2 separate regions of the Mus musculus genome follow, and region 2 is linked to region 1. The links are chromatin contacts, called in public promoter capture Hi-C maps. All regions are on one chromosome and are shown on one strand. Each heading gives the region's core, a stretch centred on a gene start, on an enhancer-like site or on the middle of the called end of the contact. The rest is flanking DNA. Distances are from core to core; before and after follow the strand shown.

The links. Promoter capture Hi-C pulls out the DNA fragments that hold promoters and counts their contacts.
Region 2: a contact with region 1 is called in a promoter capture Hi-C map of stem cell-derived epiblast-like cells, with 2.2 times the contacts expected there. The contact joins the promoter of Mgat4d here to the enhancer-like site in region 1. A contact is called at or near these places in 25 of 39 promoter capture datasets (the 3T3-L1 cell line, 3T3-L1-derived adipocytes, the C10 cell line and 16 more), 8 of 15 datasets of contacts at CTCF or cohesin (CD8 T cells, the G1E-ER4 cell line, the NIH/3T3 cell line and 5 more), 109 of 484 Hi-C or Micro-C datasets (the 3T3-L1 cell line, 3T3-L1-derived adipocytes, the AML12 cell line and 53 more), 18 of 115 datasets of contacts at active chromatin or transcription factors (astrocytes, bone marrow-derived dendritic cells, bone marrow-derived macrophages and 6 more) and 5 of 9 other capture datasets (adipose tissue, embryonic stem cells, liver and 2 more).

What each region holds. Positions count from the first base shown.
Region 1 is chr8:83,258,738-83,262,863 of GRCm38.p6, reverse strand. Tbc1d9 (TBC1 domain family, member 9) reads right to left here. Exons shown (of 21, transcript NM_001111304.1): 14 at 3,771-3,869; 15 at 3,492-3,560; 16 at 1,705-1,945. Among named protein-coding and RNA genes, the nearest start is that of Ucp1, 30 kb to the left of the region's middle. Within about 2 kb of position 2,258, at least 26 of the 459 cell types and tissues checked have an H3K27ac peak or open chromatin away from gene starts, as enhancers often do. A contact at or near this core is called in epiblast stem cells and stem cell-derived epiblast-like cells, where this site is marked.
Region 2 is chr8:83,346,723-83,350,848 of GRCm38.p6, reverse strand. It overlaps Mgat4d (MGAT4 family, member C), which reads right to left and starts at 2,377. Exons shown (of 11, transcript NM_026233.2): 1 at 2,271-2,377. The coding sequence starts at 2,364.

The sequences.
Region 1 (4,126 bases), core at 1,009-3,508:
ATAGAGAAAGAGTGCTGTCTGGAGCCATCACTGACTCTAAACCTAGTCTTGCATCATTGCCTGGATATATCACTTCAAGCATAGGATGCAAGCACAACTGGCTACTACTGATGACTGCCAGTGTAATCAGACCTAGAATCACCTAGGCAGATTCTAGACTACGTTCACTGTGGTGGGAAGGCACATCCTAGATATGAGCGCTACCATAACATGGCTTGGGGTCCCAGACTGAACGGAGCTGAGCCTGAGAGCTCCAGCACTGATGTCCCTGCTCTTGACTGCATCCAGTGACCAGGCAGACACTTCATATGCACGCTGCTGATGCTTCCCCGCTGAAATGGACTGTGCCCTCAAACTGTGAGCCAAAAGAAACACTTCCAGCTTAAGCTGCTTAAGTTGTAGGTCATCTTGTTACAGGGATGAGAAAAGGGATGGATGCACAAGATAACAGACAGGCACAATTCCCTCAGAAAAATTCATCCTGACGTCCAGGCACAAGGCTTGCTACACTTCTGACTTCACATCGAGTGGGCCAAGCTCTCTTACCACGCAACAGTTTCTCCATCCCATTATAAATGGAATAAAGGTCCAATCACAGCAGAGAAGTGAGCAAAGCTGGTAGATAGCCAGCATCCTGTACCCTGCTGGTCAGGTGTCTGGTGTGCATGTGTGCGCATATGTGTGCGTGTCCTAGCCAGACGCAGTCCTTGTGAGAGTGTGCACATATCCCACTTATAGACAGTCCTTTAGCCAGGAAACAGACAGCAAAGACTTCCATTTATGCTATGGTTTTCCAGTCTTTAATTAAAATAGATTTGATGTTACTTAGAAATATTATGAAACCATATATTACAAAGGCTTACCTATATGTGATTATTCTATATAGGGTATCTCTTAATTTTTATATTGTTTTGTAAAACAATCCAATCCACCATCTAGCTATTCCTTTTTCCCTGGGAAACCTGTCAGGGTTGACAGGATATGTTAGCATTTTACTGCCATATGCATTCTCTATTCATGTATTTTTTTTAAAAAGCCTACATATTAGTTATTTATGTCTATGGTGTGTGTGTGCATGTGTGTGTGTGTGTGTGTGTGTGTGTGTGTGTGTGTGTGTGTGTGTGTGTGTGTGTATTTGCCACAGTCCTGTGTGAAGGAGGTCAGAGAACACTCTGTGAGAGTTGGCCCTCCCTCTCCACCAGGAAGGTACGGGAACTCAGATCAGACTTGGAAGCAGGCACCTTCACCAGATGAATCTTCTTACAAGCGCCCTGATAACATGTTCTGAACTCATATCAACATCTGTCTCATGGTCGGGCGTGGTGGCGCACGCCTTTAATCCCAGCACTCGGGAGACAGAGGCAGGTGGATTTCTGAGTTCGAGGCCAGCCTGGTCTACAAAGTGAGTTCCAGGACAGCCAGGGCTACACAGAGAAACCCTATCTCAAAACAAACAAACAAACAAACTAACTAACTAAACAACCCACAAAAAAAAACCCCATCTGTCTCATGTGTCAAGTGGGCTGTAGATTACCCATTAATACAGCTATTAACCAGACACAATCTTACAACTAGCATGCAAACCTTGTATGCATTCTTCCTTCCTCTAGACTCAGTGTGGGGACCCTGAGTGCTATCGAGGGGAACCCCAGGTGACACCCCCATTGTCCCCACCCAGCTCATACAAGAATATCGCATCCTTACTCAGCCCAGAGACGAACTCTCGGAAGTTAATCAAGGAGTCTCCATTCTCATCTAACAGCTGGAACAGGCGGGAGGCCAGCACATCGGAGTGTGTGCCACACGCCCAGGGAAAGAGCAGCACGAACATGCCCTTGAACTGCTCAAAGTCGATGCGGTACTGCTCCAGGTAAGGCAGGCTGGGGTCGTGTCGGTCCAGGGCATTGCTGCTCCCACCCCAGTAGCAGCTGGTCAGATGCTCAGCCTGAAAAATGTTGCAAAGTGGTTACTGTCACTCATACAGCCCCAGACCACTGCTGTTACCCTAGGCACAGTGTCCAATCTGCCTGTGTGTGGGCCTCCTACTATACACAGGAGCACCTAGCTTGTGAAACTGTAAGTCTAGAAGATACCATGGTGAGAACGAAGAGCTAGGCTCAGCAGTGGTTTCCTGATGCGGTGGATAGAAATCAGTGTTTCATCAGAAGAGTGCAGGAGCTTGACTTGTGTATCGAGTCAATACACATCTGGCCTCCCTACCAGGGGAGAGAGGAAAAATGACACTGGCGCCCTCTAGTGGTGAAGATGTAGGAGGGCGCATTAGGGAGACCCTTCAGGTCTATGCTCAGTTCCTGTAAGAGCTGTCTACAGGATGTCCATGCTTTCTTCTATGTTTGTTCCTAGATCATCTTTTCACCTGCTCAAAAGAACCACACTGAGATCTGCTGGTGGCTTTTGTTTCTGAGTCATGGTGTCACTCAATCCAGGCTGGCATCACCCTTGAACTGATGTTCCTGCCTCCAACTCCCAAGTACTGTGTTAACTGCCACACTCCAACCCGTGACATTGACCAGAGAAGACAAAAAACTTCTGTAGAAGAATCACATTTAAAACTTATTAGGTTATATTTTTCTTATTAAGGATCCTTATTGATCCTTATTAAGGATCAATACCAATAGTGGCTCAACGAACAAATGGAAACCACAGGAATTTAAGCTCATGATGCCCTTCGCTAGGCGTGTAGACAGTTTTTGTTAGGGTTTGGCTATGAGCCATCCCCACAACAATGCTATATGCTGTTAACTTGGTCCCTGAAGGATGGATCCCATCACTGAGATGTGACTGAGTCACAATTGCCTGGTCTTCCTTCATGAGTGGATTAATCATTTGCTGGCTTTATCGGGGCATGACGGAAACTTCTGGATGTGGAGCCTGGTTGGAGGAAGTGGGTCATATTCTAGAGGACTCTCTCTTGTCTTGGACCTCTCTTAGTGTTTTTCTGTTCCTTGGCTGCCATGCTGTGAAGATTTTCTCCTCCTTTTCCGTGATGTTCTGCATCACCACAGCACTAACAGAACTGGCCACCACCGCCAGGGGACTTGGGAAACAGTGAACTCTAACCACGTCTCCTACATACCATGCTGCTGCTTCTAGCTATACATTTTTTAAAGGGTGATTAGGAGCTTAGTAGGTATAGAAATTTCAGGCAGAATTTGAACTTTGATCACCACTGGTCTATGGAGTTTTAGAACTCAAGATCCCATGTCCTAAGGTCCAAGAAAACTAACTGTACCAGATGGTGAGGAAGAGAGCTAAAATGTCCACTTAAATTAATGCTGAGAGCCAATTTACTCTTCCTACTTAGCAGGACAGCTTTGTTCTCCCGGCTCTGTCTTCCTTCTCATGTATATTGGCGACCCAGGGAAGCCCCAAATCACCGAACAGAAAGATCAAGGACTCACTGAGCGATTACGGCTTCTTTTCATCATATTAAGTTCTTTTCATCCCTCTGAATTTACTTTGAAACTCACCTTGAAAAGAGCGTACAGTTCTTCCAGCTCATCGATGGTGAAGGACGTCTCCGTCACAATGGTCCGTACCTGTAAGGGAGCGCGCAGACTCAAAACATGGCACACCAAGAAAGCCTCTAGGTTCTTTCTCAAATTCTGCCAAGCTGGAGCGGGGGTTGGGGGGGTGGGGGGGGCGGCAGCAGGAGGGTGAGCTGGGAGGGGCAAAGTGAGGTATTCCCCGCCCCTGCCCCGCCCCCGTCCCACCGCCCATCCCTCCCCGCTGCCCTTCACGGGGCTTACCACATTGCGTTTGGTGGTGTCCTCCAGGGTCTGGATCACTTTCAGCCTCTGCTTGAATCGCATCTGCTCAATCAAATCGGCCCGGATAGTTCCAAATTTCTAGAAAGGAGGAATTTTGGTGTTTCTGAAAAAAATGTGCTCAAGCACGCAGGGTCACATGCACAGACTGGTGGAAACACCTGCGGTACAGGACGAACGACTCTGTGACAGTGATGAGAAAGCCATTTAGGGACTGTAAATCAATAATGTAGAGATTGTCCTATACCCAGTGACAGAACTAAATTTCAAAGTCACACGTGTCTTCTTCGAGTGAAAGCCCCTCAAGAAGAAAGCTTGGATCTGAGGCTTGTGGTTAA
Region 2 (4,126 bases), core at 1,128-3,627, 88 kb before region 1:
TGCAATGGCACAGCATGCCGGGTGGCCCTGGGGGAACCAGAGTGGCACTGCTAAGATGAGCAAGATGCTTGTGCTTCAGAACTGAAGAGACTGGAGAGTTCTTCAAGAGAAGCTTGTATAAATTAATAAATTCCAAGTCCTCATTAAATGTCCAATTTCCTAAGTAAAAATCAACGTGGTGGGGATGGAGAGATGACACACTGTAGAAAAGCCTTTGCTGCTCTTCCAATGACTAGATTTTGATTCTCAGCACCCACGTCAAACAGCTTATGAGCGCCTGTAACTCCAGCTCCATGGATCTGAGATCTTTTTTCTGGCCTTCCTGGAAACCTGTGACCCACCTGTACTCAGACCCTGGAATAAATAATAAATCCTCAAGAAGTCAAAGGCTGTGCAGTGGAAACAGTTGCTTGGTCTCCGGAGTGGTCACGTTTGTTAAACATTTCTGTTAGGGTTTCCTGTGCTAATGTTAACACAGCTTCCCGGGTTCCCCTTGCCTTGGCTTTGTGGGTGTGTATTCTTCTACAGTGTGTATTCTTCTACAGTGTGTATTCTTCTACAGTGTGTATTCTTCTTCTACAGTGTGTATTCTTCTACAGTTCTAGCATTTTTGCCCTCTAAAGGTGCTTCTTGTGAACATCATAAAAATGTTTTACACCCAATCAAAACGTACGTCAGCATTCAGAGCATTTACTATATAGTTGCTGATCCAGTTTCATGTGTCTGCCATACTCCCAAGGGCCCAGACCTTGCTGGGATTTAATATACTCCTGCATTTGATCCTCCAAAGAGAGTGCAGAGAAGATAAAAATATGATACTCTTCTCCCCCAGTACAGGCTGAGGCGTGTTTCTCTGAAAATTGAAAACCACTGAGCCTACAAGTCGTCCTGTTGCCAGTTGAAGAGGATCAGGGATGCGAAGAACCAGCTAAATCAAGATGGGATATCTGTGACACCGCTTGCCAGGCAGGCAGCTTGAAGTGGTATAGATCTTCAGGTCGCTGTGGCCCAAATCAGTATTGCAGGGTCACGGAAAGTGTCTACCTCCTTGATGACACAGCCCTAGTCACAAGGGCTGTGATAGAGCAGCTCTAATGGGAGACTTATACGCCACATCAAGGAAAGAATGGCCAGCTGGGGGACCCCAGCAAGACCCCCAAAGTAGCCACAAACAGATGCATCTCCCAGAGAAACCCAAACCACCAGGAGACCCTTACCCCACGCTTATCTATAGGAAAGTACCACAAAGGTGCAGAGAATATTTGCCAAAGGCGGCACAGTGGTGCCTCTCCATCGGAGGTATTCTGTCGTGTGATCTCGATCTCCAAGCACCACCAAGTGGCTTCAGCTTCTCCTCTTCTTGGACTATGGGCTACCCTGTGTCACCTCCACAAGTTCCCAGTGTATTGTCCTTTTCTGTTGCCACCAATATTGGAGTTCATGCTGCAGTCCTAAGCTTTAGCAATATTTGTTTTTTACCCCCACAAGCATTGTGGAAACTCCATGGAAAGGCAGATTTTCTCTCACTGTCCTCATTGATCAGTTACTTACAGCAAGACAGCTATTGTTTCATTCACTCATTTACCTGATTGGTTTTTATTAATTGGCATTTTTTTTCTATGCCAAACAATGTTGTTAGTTGGTTTTTGTTTTTGTTTTTGTTTTTGTTTTTCTTCCTGGACACTAGGTTCACATCAGGGAACAAAACAGACAAGAACAGAGATGCCTCCTCCTCCTCCTCCTCATTTAAATATTCTCATACAAGTAAATTATTAATCCCACAAACTTACAGAAAAAAAAAAGGCTATCTACCCAGAAAATTCGTCGTCCGCTCTCTGGCTGGCCTGGAACTCGTAAAGACTGCCTGCTTTTGCCTCCTGAGTGCCGAAATCAAACACCAGCTAATTTGTAAAGAGAGGAAAGACAACCTGGCTGTCTTTCTGTAAGTGCTCCTAAATTCTCTGAAAATATTTAAAGTTACTGAGAAAGGAGGAAGAAAGTCCTGGAGCTCTTGCGATATATTGAAGAGATCTGGAGGAAGGATGAGCAGGAGAGGCGAGGGGCAGTTTTGGGGGGACCTGCTAGCACGAGGCCGATCCATCAGCACGCGTCCCGTGCCCCACGGTGTCTGCGAGGGCTGGTTACAGCCCAACCGCCCCTGGTGATGGGGCATCCCGAGAGGCAGGATGGAGAGCGCCCCCCATCTCCCTCATATCCCACTATCAACCCCACCCCACTCCACCACCCCCGCCCCCCCCACCCCCGCTTACTGGTTTGGTTCATCCTGGAGATGCAGAAACACGAGAAACCAAAGAGCAGGACGGCAACGAAGGCGAAGAGCAAGTTAACGTTCTTGGCCTTCATCGTGGCAGCGTCACTGCCAACACCAGGCTGCACAGGCACTGAGCCTGCGTCCTTGACCCCGCGTGCTTGCTCGCCCTCCCAAGGGGCCGTTGCTACGGTCCTCAGGTCCCCAACACTTTCTCCCAGGCACATCGTGGTCCCCTCTTGACCACACTTTACAATCCTTTGGCAAGGCTGTGAAAAACTGTGGGTCAGCCCTGCGCTGCCTGGCCATGACCAGACATTATCATCTTAGGGTAATTTCCTGCGAGAATTCATCAGATTTCGATTCAAAGGTGTGAAACACATGACACAGCCCTTCATGTTTCCCATTTGGTCTTTACACTCTGATCTCTCTTGGAGACTTGCAGGCAGTGTTTGGGTGATGCACAATCTCTTTTCTGCAAGAGCACCCAGTTTCTGGCCCCTTTGAAAGCTTTAAAAGATTTGGACACCCACCTGCTTGAGAATGTTGCGCTGAATAGTAATGGCCGGGAGTTGTGAGTAGTGAGATCCTAGAAGAGGGAGGCAAAGACAGCTGATAGCTACTTCACTTTTCTGCTCCTCCAGCCCCTCTTCCGCCCCATTTCCCAGGCGTTTGCTGAGCTCTCTTGGAGGCCACAAGGCAAGCAAACCCTGCTAGGACAGACACATAAACCCACTTGCTAGTCTCTGAAGCGATGGAGAAAGTCCTTACTATAGAGAAGGAAGGTATCAAGGAAAATATCGTCAGAAGGACATCAGCTTCTCTGTGTTGATTGGAGCACCAACTAACTGGTTTTCAGCCTTTTTCTTGCATGTCTCACCCCAGTAAGTCTAAGCCTCTCCTTCAAGCTCTTTATCGCCAAAGCCCCTCAGTTTTATCAAGGGCATCAGGTCCTTCTGACTGCTATTACACTCATCATCTATAAAATGTTTACAGTCCTTCTTAGGGACATGTTTCTAGATCCCCACTTCTGCCCTGACACCCACGTTGTTATGGTGACATTCAAACTGGCGCCACCCTAGGCTGTCCACAATTCATCCAATAAGATGATTTTCCTAGTGCACTACTATCTGCCTGTCACTACGGCTTAGCAGTTCCTGTCTTCCTCACCAGGTGATAAAGTCCCAGGAAGGGTCTTCACTTAGAAAACGAGCATTGTTGTAAATTACAACACAGAGCAATACCAAACTGTTAGTGTCTGACATGAACTCAAGCCTCCAAGTCATGGCTTACCGCAGGTTACTCAACGTTCAGGAGAAAGTGCTGCAGGAGCTAAGGTCAAGTGGAGTGCAGCTATGTTCCAACCACACACACGGAGTCCAGGAAGGAGTAGGTTACAGTCAATCTCATGATAGGAAGTCATATGTGTTACTGGTTCCCTAACACACACACACACACACACACACACACACACACACACACACACACACACAGAATTTTCAATGGGCTGGTGGATTGGTCAGCAATTTTCTGGGTCCCCCCAAATGAATTATCAATTTGAAAAAGTTTGTAGGGTGGGAAAGAGAGAATTTGATCAGAACACCATTGCCTGCTTTACCCTGACCCCTAGCATCCCCAAATACTTGGGAAAATGTTTTCCACTTACCAGCCCTAAAGTGTGGGCAAAGCATGCATTCACATAACCGAACCAGCATCTCCCTCAATATGATACTCTGTTTTCAGTGTGGTGTTCTGTCATCAGTTTGACAGCTCATCTCCTGGGTACACATCTTGCTGGGATTCTCTTGTTTTGGGAGAAGGTAAATAAATGGCTTTGCACAGGCCCTGAGAATACAC